4 separate regions of the Mus musculus genome follow, and all the other regions are linked to region 1. Evidence: chromatin contacts called from public Micro-C and promoter capture Hi-C data. All regions are on one chromosome and are shown on one strand. The core of a region is the stretch at or near the end of the contact, and the rest is flanking DNA. Distances in the headings are between cores, read along the strand shown.

Region 1 (2,842 bases), core at 169-2,668:
CCTCTTAGAGAAAATCACAGACATGAATGAATGTTCTTTACGATGCCCTATGCATGTATCTAATATATAAGCAAGGCAGTTATTTAGATGCAAAAACATTTGTGATGTTCTAAATGTTTAACGCTTGAGTAATTATTTTTAGATGCTTACTTTACCCCTCATCACTCACTTGCCATCTAGGTATTCATTTTAATATTTAAGTAGTTAAGAACATCTGACTTTAACCTTTAGTGATGTGTTGAGTGGCATTACTGAGCCACAGTGGATTTTTCCCCGTGTGTGTGATAATTTCGCCTGTGCTAACTACCCACCACATGCATACTCAGTGCACGCAGAGGTCAAGAGAGGGTGTTGTATCCTTGGAACTAGAGTTACAGAAGCTTGTGAGCCTGAATTGAGCCCTGATCTCTGCAAGAACAGCACGTGCTCTAAGCCCCTAAACCCTCTCTGCAGCCCCCCCCCCCCGTACCTGTTTAAAGGGCCAAACGGTACAGGTTTGTTTTGTACTTCCTGTTAACAAATAATAGCCAACTATTCTCATTAGAATTTACTCATTACGTGGTTAAGGACCTGTGCTTAGAGAAACCGGGAATTGGTAGAGTTTTCAAAGTGATTTAGACAAACTGAACAAAAATGACCTCCTCCTATGAAAGAGAAAACGGCACAGGGCATCGTGGGAAACGTCATGGTGTCTGTGCATAGTGTGGAAATGCGTTATGAATACGTTTGCGAGGAAACTAAACTAAAACTTTCTCAGGTTTAAAACGAGTTTTTCCAAAATGAGCGTTGAGACTTGGAGACTACCCTTATACTTAAGTCCCAGCAACCGTCTGAGCTTTCCCTAGGCAAAAAAGCTACCCATTTTCTGAAGGGGGCTGGCAAACAAACAAAATGAAAACACAGCCACCCAAACCAAAACCACTGAGAGTGTCCTGTGCAGGAACAGACAGGATATAGGGTCCCGCAAGAATGGACTGTGACCTGACTATATTTCTACAGCTGGGGATTGGCCAAGACTGCACAGTTCCAACAGGCAGAAAAGGGTCAACAGGGCAAATACTTTCTTGGAATCCACCCTCCAGGGCCAGGCTTAACAGAAACCTGCTTCTCCCCGGCCCCTGTCTCTCCACCTTCCTCCCTATTGGACCCTGAATGCTCACCCCAACTGGAGTGGAGGGTCAGAGTACCACCCAGGAGAGGCACCCCGCCACCACCACCAGGGGCAGAACAGATCCCCTTGGGAAGAGACCCCTAGGAAGGACTCCGCACGGCGGGGCTCCCCCTGGAGGACAGACCTGGGCGCAGCGGGGCGCCTTTGGGGGAGGTCCTGGGTAGGACAGGGGCGGGGCGCGGCCAGGCAGGCGGGGGTGTGTCCGAAGGGCCTGCGCACCAGGCCAGGGTCGAGCTGGGAAGAGCACACTCGCGCAGTGCCTGTGAGCGAGCACGGGCGAGACCTTCCCCAGGAGCGCAGGGAGCGGCGGCGACAACATGCGCGGCAGCGGCACGGGAGCCGCGCTCCTGGTGCTCCTGGCCTCGGTGCTCTGGGTCACCGTGCGGAGCCAGCAGAGAGGTGAGCTCCGCGGCGGGAACACCGCTGACCCTCCGACTGGCGAGCGGGAGCGTGCGGGCGCAGGGGACAAAGCGCGGCGCTCGGGGCTGTGGATGGGCGCACGCACCCTGGCGCAGCGCGGACCTGCTGCGGGCCGCACGGGGCTGCAGGGACTCCAGCGGAAGCCGCCTCCCTGAGGACGCTGGCTGCTCCCTGGAGCTCTAGGCTCTGGTTTCCTCTGACTCTAGGGGTCACCTGCTTTCTAGCTTAGTGGGACCTTGAGATCCAGGAGTACAGTGGGTGGCGAGAGTGGCGTGTCCGGCACGTGAGAAGGGACACTGACTCCGTACCCAACGCCTGAGTGGCTGCGGACTGGCCGGAGACCGCCGGGTTGGTTGATTGTATGCAGCGCTCCCGCAATGAATGGGAACGGAGTTCTCTGGCATTCACTTCATTGTCCTGTGTTGCAGAGAGAGACCATGGAAGGAGAAAGGCCGGCTCCTCTGGGGCACTAGCATCCAGGGTGGTCTAGCGGGAAAAGACTGATGGAGAAGGGGTTCCAAGGTCAGCTGTCCTGGGCAACTGGGACCCGCATATGGCGTCCAGGACACAAATGTGTTCTCTAAAGTGTGCTCTTTGTGTACTCTGTAAAGTGAGCAAATAGACTCCCCACGCGTGTTTAAATTATGTGCACTATAAATTATGGCGTAAGGGGCTAGAAAGGTCGGACAGTGAGTGTGTCGGCTCTCCTTGGAATCAGTAGCTTTCTTTACAAGGTTGAGAACAGAAGCCAACCCAAAGTGAATTTTCAGTGGGCACTGGAGATGGGAGGTGGAGGGACAGAGAATATACCATGCCACCCAGAGTTATCTGCAAGCCCCTGCTAGGTGGTCACAAATGTTTGTCGAAAACGTCTCAATGTATGCAACAAGTGACATTGAGTGTGTTCCCACAGATTGCTCTCCAGGAGCACAGGTTAAAAGTAGGAGGCCGAACTCGAAATGCCCTCGTGGGAAAAATGTGTGTTTGGGCATTGTGCAGAGCCGTGAGCTGTGCAGGCTATGAGCATCCCATTCATTCATGCATTCATGATGAAAGCGCTGGACCGAGCTGGAAACGCAGCTTTGAATAGCCCGGCGGCTGCTCAGCTCAGGAGCGGGGGCTGGGAGAGGGGAATTTACATAGTTATCAGGGAAAGAAAAGAGCCAGCCTTTGGGAGGGAAGCTTTTGACGCTGAGAGCCCAACTCCTGCCTGTGAGGTTGCTGAAAGTGACCAAATCAGGGTTCTCACAG
Region 2 (2,842 bases), core at 245-2,744, 1.7 Mb after region 1:
TAAAGGCACCAATTAGTCTGGTAGATCTAGAGCTTTGGGATTGAGCAGTTTGTCCAGGGTGACCGGAATTTCCCCTTATACTCCAAATCAAAAATGGCACTTCATTTGCTCTGCAAATGCCTGCTCCCCATAAACAATGCCTCAGTGGCACGAACCAAGCCATGAGCCTGGATATTCGGTCGAGACGGTACAGGGGAGACAGACGGTGCACCGGGACACCTGCCCAAAAGCCAGGCCGAGCTCAGCGCCCGAACCGTGCGCGCCCAGGGGCAGACATGGCCCACGCACATGCACACGCACACGCACGGGAGCGCAGGCTCCCCGCGTTCCCGACGCAGTGCCGAGGCCGGGCGCCGGCGGGAGCCCTGGAGTCGGGAGCTCCAGGAGGGGGCGGGTGCTCGAGAAAGGAGCTCGTGCATTCGCTCCCCTGGCCGGCAGAAGCCCCGCCCCGACCCCGCCCACCCCCTTCTCCCGCGCGCGGGCTCCGCGCGCCCCTTGCCGCGCGCGTGCGCGCGCGTGCGCAGGCCAGGGCTCTCCGCGGGCGGCCCCGTAGACCCAGGGAAAGCAACCACCCGTCAGGTCCCAGATTAACCCTTTCCTCGCTCGCTCACGAGGGAGGCCCCAGCCAGTTCCGTGCCTGCGCAAGCGGCGGCGCGCCTTCTCTCCCCCCCACTACCCCGGAGCCCGCACCGCGCATGCACGGGGAGGGGGGTGGTGGGGGTGTTCGCGGCGGGTTGGCTAGTGTGTGCTCGTGCAGGAGGAGGGCTGCCACCACCAGGGACGTGCACGATTCCCCCCCTACCCCACCCCCTCCCCAAACTCAGAAAAAAAAAAATTAAAAAAAAATCCAAAACACTGCCACCCACCGTGCCCCCGCGTCCATCCCGTCCCTGGCTTGCGCGCTGCCGAGCGAGGGAGCCCACAGCGACAGCGAGCGTCTGTAGCGGTGCCAAGCTGCAGGTAAGCGCGGGCCGGGTGCTGGAAGGGCCGGGGACGGGCGCGGGGACGCGGGGGCAGCCGGCGGCGGGCGCGGCCGGGGCGGCTGCGAGGAGGCGCGTTCCCGCCGAGCTCCGGGGCAGCAGCCAGCTGCAGGATGTGGCGGCGCAGCGCGGTGCGAGCGGGATCGGGGCGTGGGCCGCGGTTGGGCGTGGGGGGCCGGGCGTCCCCGGTGGCTGCGCAGGCCAGCGAGCGGGTGGGGAAGAGGCCAGGCGGCGGCCCCGCGCGCGCGCTCTCTCTCCGCGGCCGAGTTCATGGCCGCCTGGCTCTCCGCGCCGCAGTGCACCGCGGTGGGGGTGGGGACGGCCGAGCCGGGCCCGAGCGCGGCCCGCGGGGCGCCGCCCCTCGCAGCTGTGGTTTCCCCCGGAGCCGACGGGACCCCCCGCGCACGCTCCCCCGCCTGCGTCCGCCGAGCTCCGGGGAGCCGGCCGCGCGCCGCCCCCGCCCTTGGCCGCGGGAGGGCGCGGGAGGACCAGACGCGCAGGCCGCGGAGTGCGCGGGGCGCGAGCTCGGGGCTCGCGGGCGGAGCAGGGCGCGGCGCGGCGCGGGGCTGCGGAACCGGCCGCATGCCCGCTCCCGAGCTCGTCGCGCCGCCGGGGCTGCTGCGGGCCAAGGAAGAGAGCCTCGCGCCCGCGCCGCGACCTGGAGAAGTGGAGGATGGTGGAAGGGAAGGTGGCCCGTCGCTGGCGGGCACAGCTCAGGGGAGCTTTTGTTTAGGAGAGAATGCTGAGGGCTCGCTGCATCCGGCGGCTCATTGGCTGCGAAATGCGAATGTGGGCTCCCCACGCGCGGACTGCGCCCCATGTCTTTCGCGGGGCCCCGGATTCCCCACTCCCAAGTTGTGCGGTCGCAACAGGGAAGTGGTGTGGCCGCCATTGTCGCAGCTGCTCCGGAATAAGGAGGCGGCTGCGGCTGCTTATGTAAGTTTGCTTTGGGAAAGCCTGGCTCTGTGCTCGGTGAGGACGCCTTAACGCTCCCGCGATTTGGGGAGCTGCTAGCAAGGAGCTGCTTTATAGTATTATAGGTGTTGGGCTATGTCTTGTCCTACACCTACTTACACACATACTGGCAATGGTTATCTTCAGGTTTGACTCATTTGAACTTAGCAATGGGAACATCTCTATAGGGGGAAAAAAAAACCGAGCCGATTGCCCTGTGACCTCCTTTGAAAAAGAATTACACACTCACCAGAATCGAGAAGGCGTACGCACGCTGATATGTTGCCATAGCTACCATAGGGCCACTCTTCTCCCAAGTCCATGACCTCAGAAGTGCCACGGAGGGAATTTCTGCAGGGAATGCCTTCCCTTAGGCTGACTGCCGGCCCAGGGTGCATCTAGAACCCAGGAAGGCTGAGGTGAAGACTGGAGGGAGCATCCTTAGAAACTATCTTACCAGCCCTCACTCCGTGCACATGGGAAAGCCTGCTAACTCAGAGCCCTGTGATTCCTATAGTATGAACTTGTTATGGGTTCTCAGGATGTCGACCCTTTGGTGGAATCTCGGACAAAGTCATTGTGTAGGACTGTATTGTAACACGGCCACCTGCTTCTACTGCACTTGTGGGATTGGTGGTCAGTAGAGGAAATTTTTGTTCTTCAAAGCCTGTTGGGCTGCAGGATGTGGAGTTCTTTGGGTGAGAGTTAAGAACGAAAGAAAATTCTTTGAACCTGCATCCGGGGATGGAGGGAGAAAAATGTAAGATTTCTCCATGGCAGTCTTGGAGACAAGTTTGTAATTGTGTAGTAGACAAAGTGGCATGCTTATTTCTCCACTCTTTAGCTGTTGGGTATGTGTGTTCCTGCAGCCGTCCGATATTCAAACATGCATCTAGATGTCTATAGTT
Region 3 (2,842 bases), core at 218-2,717, 1.4 Mb before region 1:
GATGTTGATTTTCTTTAGATTACCAATATTTCTATATGCAAACGCCATACACACAGACTTGGAACGGCAAAAGGCCCCAGAGCTAGTGCTGTTTTCCCACTCTATTGCTTCATTGTTTTCTTCTCTAAAATACGAGCCAAGCTTAATGCATCAAAAAAGTCACTTCAAGGAGTCAGTGAGCTGCCTGTGAGAGCATTTTGCAAACACCCAGCACAAAACAGTCACAGCCTCCCCCCACCCCCCGTTACATTTACCGCCCCTCCAAATGTTTATCCGGGAGCGGTGTTACAGAGTTAGGGTCTATGTGCTATTCAGCAAGTATCGGCAAATTGTGGCAACAAAGGATGAATGCACTACTTAAGTTAAATCTAACTCATAGCTATGAGTCATCACACAGACATTGCACATACCTCACTATGCTACATTCTCTACTATCTGCGCAGTCCTTGCCAGGTACAAACACATTATCCTACACCGGGAGCTAGGGATGGGAAAATGCTGTCAGCACAGAAGATTGAATTTTGGAAACAGATGAATGCCCCTGTGCGTGTTTTTAAAATAAAGAGCATGCGTTTTGTGACAGCCTTGCCTCCCTCCCGCACCTCCATGTCCATCACATCAACTCCTGGGCAGCGCTTGCTGTCCTGGAATACTCTAAGTACCAGTGGCTGCGTCAACAGCGAATTTCACCAGTAAATACTTCATATAATCTGAAGGCCTGGGCTCATTCACATAGTCAATGTCTCAGAAGAGTACTGATAAGTTTGATCCAGTGTTCCCTAAAGGCTGTGTGTTCGAAGCCTGGTTCCTGCCCCGTGGCAATGGGAGGAAATGGAGGAGTCTTTAGGAGGTAGGGGCTAGTTGGAAGTCCTCTGGTCTGTCTTCCTAACACACAGGGATGTGCCTTTGAGTGGAGTCCTGGTGCCCTGGGCTGTGTGCTCTCTATGTATCCAAGATATCATAAAGAAAGCTTTGTTGGGCACGGGCATCGGATGCAGTTCCTGGTCACGGGCAGGTGTAGCAATAGCGTCATTATTGAGATTTTTTAAAAGAGAAATAGTCCCAATTTGTATTGGCCTTTAGACACAGCTTCTTGGGAGATTACACATAAAACTTAGACTCTAATGTCAACAAATTATTAGCCCTTTAAAAAATATACTACAGAGGGGGCTTAGAAGACGGATAAAGCACTTGTCAAGGATTCCCAGAACCCGTGTAAGAAACAGGCAGGTACGGCGGGCCCCTAGTAATCTCAGAACTTAAAAGGCAGAGACAAGGGGTGCTTTGGGAAGCTCTTTAACTACAGTGATCTGGTTGGTGAGCTCTAGGTTCAGTGAGAGACTTTATCTCAATAAATAAAGTGATCACAGAGGTCACCGGACACCAAGGTCAGGCCTCACACACAGTCGCTCTGGTGGTTTGAATAAGAAATGTCTCCCATCAACTTGTGCATTTGAACGCTTAGTCGCCAGACGGTGGTGGTGTTTCGGGATGATTGGAGGTGTGGCTTTGTTGGAGGAGATGCATCACTGTAGGGGGATTGGAGACTTTAAAGACTATTTCCTGGTCCGTGGTGCAGTTAGAAGGTCCGACCCACTCCAGCCGCCATGCCTGTGTTCTGCCATCATGGACTCCTTATCTCTACAGAACCATAAGCCGAAATACACTCTCTTCTATAAATTGCCTTGGTCGTGGTGTTTTAACTAATACACGTGCACACGCTAAACACACACAATAAAATAAATAAATCACCAGCTCCTGAGCCTGAAGCAGGATAGAAAGATGGAGAAAATTATGGGGACATGAGCAGAGAATGAACCCTTCACCCAGGAGTCTCTTACTAGCAGACAACCAATGACTGCTTGTAGGCTTTCTCCTCTATCAGTTATAGATGTATAACTTTCCATGAATCTTGTCAGAAACCTCACAGGCCAAGAGAAGGACACTGACAGTGCTCTCGACTAGAGTTTGGATAGACTTCCCGGTAAGGGCTCCGGCACCCACAGTGCACACCACAGACACCAGCCTTCCATTCAAAGGTGTTGGGGCCACCCTTACTTCTAACCACCTGGACTTGGGTACAGGGGTTCCCACAACCCATTGAGGTGCAACAACTCACTAGCACCGTGAACAGAACTCCGAGAAGAGCTGTGTCATTTTGGAACTTTGTTTTTACTACAGGAAAAAAAGAGATATAAATCACAACCAGCCGAGAGAAGGCTGAGGAGGAGAACTCTAAATGCAAAGTTTCCAGGGCTTTCTTTCAGTGGAATCAGGATGCATCCTGGGATATCAGTGTGGAATAATATGTAGAGTTCTGTCACTTATTGAAAAGCACTGAAGCAGATGCCCAGAGTTTGTTAAACCAAATCTTAGCTTCCCTTCCCTACCCTGAGGTTGGAGCAGGTGTCTCCTGACTCAAAGCTCCAACTCTAATCACAAGGTTGGTGTTTCTGTGAAACCTTCTCCCACTGGGAGTCATCGCTTAGTGTAAACTGCAGAGAAGCCCCGCCATGAGTCACCTCAGCAGCATGACCAATGTCATTTGTCACCGTTGAGTGACAAAGATATTCTTGGTGCCCGGGAAAGGCCAACGGGTCCAGGATATCTTCCCGAAACCTGGTGAAAGTCAGCAATATTCGTTTAAAAAAATATTTATTATTTTTATGTGTGTATGTGAGTATTGGCCTGCATGTATGTACATGTAGCATGTATATGCCTGGTGTCTGAGGAGGTCAATAGAGGGTTTTGAATCCCCTAAAACTAAAACTACAGACCCTCGTGAGCCAGCAACATTCTTTATTACCAGACATGAGATTTAATCTTATATATGTAAAGTTCT
Region 4 (2,842 bases), core at 89-2,588, 1.2 Mb before region 1:
TCTCTGCATAGCCCTGGCTGTCCTGGAACTCACTGTGTAGACAGACCAGGCTGGCCTCGAAATCAGAGATCCACCTTCCTCTCCTTGGGGCTAGGATTCAGGGAGAACGCTAGATTTTTTGTCACTCTGTCCAGTCCCTCCTGCTCACCCCCTTTTTCTATAAGCCACCCCAAATGAGAGTTTTCCAGGTAGCTTTTCCATGGTCACAACTGTTTCCCATAACCCCAACAAACCTCTATGTCAAGCCCTGTCAATCCAGTGTCACTAAAAACATTCCCTTGCAGTTTCAAACCCAGATCCCGAGGAAGGTAACAGGAGCGTTACCTATGGATTTCCCGGTAATTCACCGACCTCGGGTGGGTGCCGGGAAATCGCCCTTACTTTGCCCGCCTATCCACCCGGTTATTTGAGGTCAAGGATAAACACAGCTGAAATCCCTTTGCCCTACATTTGTGCACAGAACAAGAAAGAAACCCGAGTGTAGCTTTAGCGCGAACTGTCTCTGCAACAAACTTCTTTTCTGTAAACCACGAAAATAGACAGAAAATGAGAAAGCAAACCTTGGTCCATCCCTCCAGCCTGCAAAGCTGCGAGGTCCGGACCCATTTAAGATGGTGAGTAACCCCGGGGCACTGCACTGGTGGGTGGCCTTCAGCTCTACTTTCGGTTCACAAAGCCGTTTTCCTGGGTGAGCAGGAGTAACGGACCGGGAGTTTCCGCGGATGCATCACCCGGACCTCATGACTGGTGAAGGCTCCGGGAGGGAATGTTTGGGCTTCGGGGGTCCGACACCCGCGGAAAGGCCACGGAAAAGCTCGGTCTGGCCACAAGAGAGGGTCGGGCTTCCACGGAGACCTGGGCTGTGCGCGGCTCGGATGCCAGATGTGCCCACGGCGGGTATGCCCGGGCATCCGTAGGATGATTCGTTGAGGCCCTGGGAGAGGGTCAGAGCTTCCATGGGGACAGGGACCGGGCCCCGACCTCCCCCAGGCCCACCCGCCACAGGCCCGGCGTACCCACGGTGGACTTGCAGGCCTCGCAGAACGTGTCGTCGGTGAAGCGCTCCATCAGGCTGGTCTTGCCCACGCCGCGGGAGCCGATGATGATGACCTGCAGCTTGAAGTCGGCCGGCCTGGGGGGCTGCTTCCTCCGGCGGGCCTGGCCGCCCGACAGCGCCGGGGAGACCGCGCCCAGGCTGCCGCCCGCGGGCCGCCGGTGCAGCGCGGCGCTGGGATCCATGCACGCATACGGCTCGCGCTCGGGCCGCCGTCCGCGCGCCCCGGGCCCCCGCGCACCCTCCACCCGCTCCGCGCTACCGCCGCCGCCGCCGCCGCCGGGAGTAGAGGAAGGGAAGCAGCTTCTCCGCAGCAGCGGTAGCAGCATCCCGGACCGGGAGGGGCAGGAAGCGCAGGCGCGGCGCCACGCGGGACTGGAGCCCGCCCCCTGTCGGTCGGAGGACCGAGCCGTGCGCTCCGCTCCGTGGGGTGTATGTTATGTGTGGGTCGCTCTCCGTCACCCCTGTTCCCTCGGCCCTCCCCACTCGGCGCACTTTCACTCGTGGTTTATCCTCATCGTGCACCGTTCCCAAGAACCACACACTTCTTTTTAGCAGCCCGTCCCAAACGTGTCTCAAAGTGCATATAGCCTGTGATCATCTTCCAGAATTTAGGGTGTTTGGGTGCTGGGGGTCTCGGTCTGGCCCACGCGGGGTTAGGGTGTGAACGCCACTTTGGAGGAAGCCCACGTACCCTGGCAGGGCCGCACCTCTGCGTGCACTTTTCCTGTGGGGCCCCGAGGAATCAGCTATCTTAAATGGATCTTAAAAGTCTTCCTCAGACTTACAGTTCGTAAAATTCAGTGAGTGACATGCACCTTAGGGGAAGCCAGCAGGTAAAAACTCAGATGACAAGCGACCTAAACTCCGAAGGTTTAGGTACTGACTTGGGTGTGTTATTTTGCCATTTCTACTTGAAAGTATTTACGGCTACAGAAGCTTGCCAGGGATTTATTTAGCAAATTCCTTTGCGTGAACTTGAGCACCTCGGAACACAGGGTTCTAAACATGATAGGAGCTGGCATGCTTGCGAAGAATGATCACATTACTCACCAAATTTCAGCCGTATTTAGAGCTAAGTTTACTAATACATAGCGCATGCGTTTGTTTTGCCATGGATGCACAGTTGAAGAAATCACATTATTTTGCAAAAGTAATCCCAATTGGATTTTTAAAAATGTTATAGCCTATTCTAAATTATCGTTCTTTTTTTCTTGGCGGTACTGGGGATGGAACCTAGAGGCTCACATGGGAATGAATGAAAAGACTCTTTTCATCTATCACTGTTGCAAAAACGTCAATACAAAAGAACAACAAAACAATAAGCCATACACCCTGTTGCAGACTCCAAAGGATGATATAAATGCAAGGTATTCAACTGTTCCTAGTAGGCAGGTGACTCTGCATAACTTGTAAGGTTAAAGACCCTGGCATCCAAAATAGTATCTCTTCCCCCATAGGCAGGTCTATAATGTACCAGAATAGTGGATGTCTTAAATGGGGGAGTTTGGAAAGAAATCCACAGGACTCGGGTTCCATGCTTGTTTGCGTCTTTAAGCCAATTATCAAGGTTACTCCAGGATGCTTCAGCACTTTGGCACATACCAGAAAGCCAGTATTACAGGGACGAATGAATGAATGAATGTGAACAAAGTCATCACAGATAACTATATAAAGAAAGGTGGCTGACTTTGTGCTCGTTCTTAAGCCCCAGACTGTGTAATAAAAGGGGTGCTCTCATATCCTGCCTTACAATTATTCCCCCATCATGCCAAAGGGCCTCCAGTT

The links. Promoter capture Hi-C pulls out the DNA fragments that hold promoters and counts their contacts. Hi-C and Micro-C count contacts between places; a contact is called where the count stands out from the background.
Region 2: a Micro-C map of embryonic stem cells shows a contact between it and region 1, with 12 times the contacts expected there. The contact joins the promoter of Zbtb14 here to the promoter of Lama1 in region 1. A contact is called at or near these places in 1 of 39 promoter capture datasets (hippocampal neurons), 1 of 484 Hi-C or Micro-C datasets (embryonic stem cells) and 1 of 115 datasets of contacts at active chromatin or transcription factors (astrocytes).
Region 3: a Micro-C map of embryonic stem cells shows a contact between it and region 1, with 5 times the contacts expected there. The contact joins the enhancer-like site here to the promoter of Lama1 in region 1. A contact is called at or near these places in 1 of 39 promoter capture datasets (liver), 1 of 484 Hi-C or Micro-C datasets (embryonic stem cells), 2 of 115 datasets of contacts at active chromatin or transcription factors (astrocytes and embryonic stem cells) and 1 of 9 other capture datasets (embryonic stem cells).
Region 4: a contact with region 1 is called in a promoter capture Hi-C map of embryonic stem cells, with 8 times the contacts expected there. The contact joins the promoter of Rab12 here to the promoter of Lama1 in region 1. A contact is called at or near these places in 4 of 39 promoter capture datasets (cranial neural crest, embryonic stem cells, hippocampal neurons and 1 more), 1 of 15 datasets of contacts at CTCF or cohesin (embryonic stem cells), 1 of 484 Hi-C or Micro-C datasets (embryonic stem cells), 11 of 115 datasets of contacts at active chromatin or transcription factors (astrocytes, differentiating embryonic stem cells, embryonic forebrain and 6 more) and 2 of 9 other capture datasets (adipose tissue and embryonic stem cells).

What each region holds. Positions count from the first base shown.
Region 1 is chr17:67,695,847-67,698,688 of GRCm38.p6, forward strand. It overlaps Lama1 (laminin, alpha 1), which reads left to right and starts at 1,419. Exons shown (of 63, transcript NM_008480.2): 1 at 1,419-1,570. The coding sequence starts at 1,489.
Region 2 is chr17:69,382,310-69,385,151 of GRCm38.p6, forward strand. It overlaps Zbtb14 (zinc finger and BTB domain containing 14), which reads left to right and starts at 1,495. Exons shown (of 3, transcript NM_009547.3): 1 at 1,495-1,916. Gm49894 (transcription initiation factor TFIID subunit 4-like) reads right to left here and starts at 1,872. Exons shown (of 3, transcript XM_030250167.1): 1 at 1,791-1,872; 2 at 867-1,702. The coding sequence starts at 1,872.
Region 3 is chr17:66,284,019-66,286,860 of GRCm38.p6, forward strand. No RefSeq gene overlaps it. Among named protein-coding and RNA genes, the nearest start is that of Gm20742, 93 kb to the left of the region's middle. Within about 2 kb of position 1,468, at least 8 of the 459 cell types and tissues checked have an H3K27ac peak or open chromatin away from gene starts, as enhancers often do. A contact at or near this core is called in embryonic stem cells, where this site is marked.
Region 4 is chr17:66,518,332-66,521,173 of GRCm38.p6, forward strand. Rab12 (RAB12, member RAS oncogene family) reads right to left here and starts at 1,339. Exons shown (of 6, transcript NM_024448.2): 1 at 1,017-1,339. The coding sequence starts at 1,239. Gm41608 (a long non-coding RNA gene) reads left to right here. Exons shown (of 3, transcript XR_876914.3): 1 at 1-614.